Regions from separate parts of the Oryzias latipes genome. Here region 1 is linked to region 2. The links are chromatin contacts, called in public Hi-C maps. All regions are on one chromosome and are shown on one strand. Each heading gives the region's core, a stretch centred on a gene start, on an enhancer-like site or on the middle of the called end of the contact. The rest is flanking DNA. Distances are from core to core; before and after follow the strand shown. Region 1 overlaps LOC110016908 (a long non-coding RNA gene). Region 2 holds the start of LOC111949083 (forkhead box C1-A).

Region 1 (2,700 bases), core at 126-2,625, 120 kb before region 2:
TGTCCACTCTGCAGACATGGCAGTCGGCATAAGTTAATACATTTAGATAAATACAAATGAATATGACATTTGTTAATAAATTGTGCAGCCAAGTACTTCAGTGAGATTAAAGAGACTTCCCTGCGTCCTACTGAAAACTTTCATCTTGGCCTTTTGTTCCAGATGATACTTCAAAAGCTGCTGTCCATTGTTCCACCATTTATATTAATCTAAGTGCCACAGTCGTGCAGGTTCATTGAAATGTCACAAATACTGTAAACATATGATTCACCCTGAACCTGCGGTCAACACAAAAGCAGCACGCCGGGTTTTTCAAGACGTGACATCTCTTCCATTCCGGCTCAGAGCATTGTTCGAGCGCACCGAGAGTTTCAGGACAGGAAGCCGGCAGCTTGTTCCAGACGGAGCAGCAGAATGGAACACGTCTTTATTTGAGGGAAGTCATTCCGTTGATATATAAAACACCAAAGCAAAGTTTCCTTCCCCTTTACTTTCCTGATGCTATCCTCTTCAAAAGGACACAATCCTTTTTACTGGGCTCACATGCACACACGGGACAAGAAGAAAAACAAACAGAAGCCGTTTAAATATCAACCAACCTGACTTCTGTTTGAGTGAAGAGGCTACTGCGCGGCTCTGGACACGGCTTGGTAAGCTGCTGTAAAGCTTAAACTGAGAAAATATCCTGAGAATAAAATGTAATTTTATTTTGCATTACAAACTCCACAGGAATGACTTTTTAACCTCAAGAAAGAACCAAACAACATTAAAGAGAGCAAAAAGGAGACTGCCCCCCCTTTTTTTCTGAGTTTAAAACAAGTTCAAGCTGATTTAACTAAATGTATATGTAAATGTAAAGTTGGAATGAAAATAAATTGTAGGAGCCACTTGTACAGTTTTTTTTTTAATCAGAAGAAGCCTTTAGCAGTTAGGCTCAACAGACAATTTCCTGCTTGCAACACTGAAAGTGACCACAGAAAACACAGAAACAAAAAAAGGGGGTGAAATGTTTGTGAAGGGTCTTTATCAATATTCACATCTTTTTTTGTTTAAAGCATTCAGTAGTTTACAAAAGTGGGAGGTTCAGTGTTTTTAGCCTAATTTTGTTTCATGTGTTTTAATATGAGAAAAACAGCAATTTTTCTAAAAAGATCAATGATTTTACAAAGTGATCAGTAACCAATTCCACCTAAACAAGCCCACTTTTCACAGTTTGATATTTCTCTGTCTTTTGGCCAGATTTTCCCATAAGGGTGTGGGAGGAGAGGAAGAGGACCACCTATTAAAGTGAAACTTTAGGAGTGATGGATGGGAGCTTGTTGAGGGGGAGCAGAGGGGCTTGCTCACACCCCAGGGGAGGAGGATGATGAACAGGGAGGGGAGGGGAGGTGGAAGGGAGAGTTCAACTCACACCTCTCGCTGAGGGGATGGAGACCTCCCATGCTGTGTGACTTAAACATTACATTGACTTCATCCCCAATTTCAACTTTAGCCTTTTTTCCCTAAAATTCTCTGCTTTCATCTTAGATTTTTATGGTTGAAAAGTATGCCCCTCCGGGGAATTTTAAATTGGTATTAATGACTTTCATTTACGTTAGTAAGTTCTAGTGCAGGGCGGCAGTTGTTGGTTATGTTTGTTTTTTTCTATTTTGTACATAGCTAATCTAAAAAACAAATAAGAAACCACTTGTCCCTCAGATAAACTCTGTATTTGTCAAAATTAGTGGCGCATGAAGTTTTTTAAGTTGCATTGTAAGATTTTTTAAGAAGCGGTCCAATACAATCTGCAGAAATATTTATACACCAGACTCATGCGCAAAATCTTGGCTTATATAACCACTGTGGTGGGTAGTTATATGTGATAAATAATTATATATATCATAACGTGATAAATAAATATACTAATCATTTAAATATATATATATATAGATCTATATATTTATTTATGCATTACCATGTCTGTATCAACAGTAGGGGTAGGCTCCAGCAGCCTGTGATCCTGAAAGGGGTTAAGCAGGTTTGGAAAATGGATGTTTAAAAAATACGTAAATAAAAATGTGTTTCTTTGTAAATAATATTATCTCTTATTAAGATATTAGTGTCTGTAAGTGTCTTAGTAAGCAACTAAGAAGATTCATTAATAAAATGATTCATAGTACATTTATTTATAACATTTTGTCATCCATATAAATATCCACCATGGTGATAATACAAGCCAAGATTTTTTGCATGAGTCAGGTGTATAAATAATTCTATGTCCCATAACTAATATGTCAGTATTACTTTTTTATTTTATTTTAATTTAACATAAAATTGGAAGGCAAATTGCCATGTTTACAGCTTTTTTTGACTGTGCTGCTCACAAAAAAGTAAATAAATAAAAGTCACATGATGTTCCATTTGTGTATAGAGAAGCCTTTGCGGTTTAATGCCTGATGTGGAGAAATTGTTGCAGCAGTAGTTTACCTTTAACTGTCAGGAAATGACCCATAATCTGCAAGTGTTTGACTGCTGCAGCATTCCTGTGAAATGAGACAAGTTGAGGTAGATTAGGGGTTGGGCAATTAGCTCATTAGTTAACATAAACACATGGCAGGGCTCCCCCATTTCTACACACTGTGCCACCCCCATACTGCCCACAGCTGGTGGTCAAAATTAGTCCTCAAACTCCCAAACTCTGACACACACACTGCACTCAGA
Region 2 (2,935 bases), core at 16-2,515:
GCGTTGGAGGTAGTGGAGATGGAGCTTTGGTTACAGGGTGAGCTATAGACAGACGTTTGACTGGGAGAATAGTTTAGGGACAAAGACGGGGTGATACCTGTCCTGCTGGAGGCGCTGAGGCTGGAGCTGAGCTCCGACGCGCCCTGAGGAGATCCGCGCAGAGAGGTCATGATGTTGTCCACGCTAAAGCCCTGCGTCGAGGCCTGCCCGTGGTGCTGCTCGGAGCTGTCCATTACGATAGAGCGGCTGGAGGGGATGCTGTGCGGGCTCCCGCTGGACATGCTGCTGCTGCTGTCTGGACTCTCGATTTTGGGAACGGTGTTTAGTGAGGGGGAGTTGGCCTGTGGCGGTGTGACTGTCCCGTTCTCGGTCTTTATATCCTGGATCCGGACGGGCTGAGAGCCCTGCACCGGCTGCTCCTGCTCCCGGCCCTGATGCCGCGGCGGCAGCTCCTTCTGCAGCCGCTCCTCCTTCTCCTTTAGCGCGTCCTTCTTCTTGAACCGCCGCCTCCGGCGCAGGAAGCTCCCGTTCTCGAACATGTTGTAGGAGTCCGGGTCCAAGGTCCAGTAGCTGCCTTTCCCGGGCTTCTTGTCATCGCGGGGCACCTTGACAAAACACTCATTGAGGGAGAGGTTGTGTCTGATGCTGTTCTGCCAGCCCTGCTTGTTGTCCCGGTAGAAGGGAAACCTCTCCATGATGAACTGATAAATCCCATTCAGGGTCACCTTCTTGTCAGGCGAATTCTGGATAGCCATGGTGATGAGCGCGATGTAACTGTATGGGGGTTTCACCATATCCTTGGGTTGAGGCTGGGGGGTGTACGGTCCATACGCCCGGGCCATGCTGGCGGGGTACTGGTCGTGCGCCGCGTGAGAGTACATGTTCATGGGTGCTGGCATACCCGTGTACCCCCCACCGGCTGCAGCCCGGTAGTAGCTGGGGTCGCTGCTGATGTACGGCACGACGCCCAGAGAGTTCGGACTGGAGACGGAGTATCGAGCCTGCATGACTTCACGCTCAGAGGAAAGCTCCAAAATACGCCGAGAGCGCGCGCCACGCGTGTCCCTCTTTTGAAGACGGTGAAATCACAGCTCCCCGCAGCACGTCACGCAGAGAAGAAAAAGAGGGGAACGTTTTGAGCACGGAGAAGTTTGCTCCGTCTAAGCCGTCCCCATCCTCGAGACCATGTGAGACGCACATTGATTGAAAAAGTTCTAAACTTTGGACATCCGTCAGCGCGCAGCACTTCTGCGCAGTTAAATTCTTTCCTTCTTTTTTTGCTGTTGGGACGGGGATGCCCCGCCCACTAAAGTGCACAGGTCGTCCAATGGGAAGTCGGGCCGACTGACACTTTTGGAAGTACGTTTGATGAGGTGCTGGAACTCCCAACCCACTCCTTCCAAAAAGCCGCAGACAGGACGGAGCAGGTTGAGGACAATGATCACGATCGCATCATTCAATCAGTGGATTGATTGGACGATTGGTAATAAATAAATAAATAAATAAATAAATAAATAAATAAATAAATAAATAAATGTGGCCTTAATCAATTGCTTGAGAGATTAAAAGATTCCAACCCCACGGGGGTAAAAGCCAGCCTTTGGTGCATTTGCACATCTTCTGATGGGCAGTTTCAAGTCAACACCACAACCAGCAGCCCCGGGTGAGATCAAAGCAGGAACAGACCTCTTCTTCCCTCGCAGCGGGCGTCTGAGCGCGATCACATTACTGCGGGAATTAAAAGACAATTTGTGCTGAGCGCGCGAGCCTCCATCCGCGCGCGGGCGAGCGAGCGAGGAAACAAATAGCCCTGACTTCGACACCCCCAAGCGCGCTGGCGTCAAATATTTCAGAAGCTTCCATAGGGCCAAAAGAGAAAGTTCATACGTTTCTTTCTTTTTACTCAAATTTAGTTAATTATCTTCAACAGAGTTAATATGTATATATATACATTTATTTTATTTTACAGTTTACACTTTTGAGCAAGTTTCTGGGCCGTTTATCATCTCTAAAATCTGCATGAAGAAATAAAAGGCCGTAGCTGCCTTACAAAGAATTTAAGGCCTTATTTTTTAACCAAAAAAGAAAAAGTCGAGTCTCGATATCTGCGTTCTCCCGTCGGCCCTAGCGACGACGCATGAAATTGTTAATGACCATTGTGAGGCAAAGTTACAGTTCCAATCCTCCGCAGGGCGTCTTAATTAAATGTCCGTGCGGAGGCCCGCAGCGCTGCGCCGGTTTCTCCTTACATGGACCTGGGCATGAACTTTTTCCACCGCCCTTTGGCTGTTTACATAATTCAAGCCGGGCCTTTTACTAATACCACAGTCTGCCCACCCAGTCCTCCTCAGCTTTTCATTATTTAAAGCATTCTCGACTGAGGCTCACTGGAAGGCTTAGTCGAGCGTCAAAATAATACACAAAAGAAAAATGTGCAATATGGATGCTGGCTGTAACCATCTAAGGAAAACCCTCATTTCTGCTATCATTTATTTAGAGTTCACTCCTTTATTAATAGAAATCAAGTCATTTTAACTGTAGCCTATAACTAAATTCCGACTCTGTTAAATTGTAATTGTTTCTTCTAAAAACAAAGTCCTAAACAACTAAATGTATTATATATTATTCAGGTCTGTAAATACTACGCCAGATGGTTCAACCAAATAACTATTCAATGACTTGGTTAATGAAAGAGGTACATTTAAAGTTAAGAAGAAATAAAAATTAAAATTAAAGTCCTGTTTAGATCCATATCGTTGCTGCCCTGAGTCTGAAAGGGAGTAAGAGGAGAGGACAGAACTAAAGCCCAGATTTACCGTCATATTTGTGTAGGGCCTCCCTCTAGTGTTCATGACTAGTATTGTTAAAAAGGGAAACTTTAAGTTGACTATGACTGGTGAGATGTCATAAAATATATATATATATTAAAATATAT

What was found. A called contact is a pair of places that touch in the nucleus more often than the background predicts.
Region 1: a contact with region 2 is called in a Hi-C map of gastrula embryo, with 2.2 times the contacts expected there. The contact joins the enhancer-like site here to the promoter of LOC111949083 in region 2. A contact is called at or near these places in 5 of 5 Hi-C or Micro-C datasets (embryo, fibroblasts and gastrula embryo).

What each region holds. Positions count from the first base shown.
Region 1 is chr17:26,656,101-26,658,800 of ASM223467v1, reverse strand. LOC110016908 (a long non-coding RNA gene) reads left to right here. Exons shown (of 4, transcript XR_002292216.2): 3 at 163-650; 4 at 730-2,700. Among protein-coding and RNA genes, the nearest start is that of LOC110016908, 7.2 kb to the left of the region's middle. Within about 2 kb of position 1,375, at least 3 of the 8 cell types and tissues checked have an H3K27ac peak or open chromatin away from gene starts, as enhancers often do. A contact at or near this core is called in gastrula embryo, where this site is marked.
Region 2 is chr17:26,537,689-26,540,623 of ASM223467v1, reverse strand. LOC111949083 (forkhead box C1-A) reads right to left here and starts at 1,265. Exons shown (of 1, transcript XM_023965372.1): 1 at 1-1,265. The coding sequence starts at 1,007.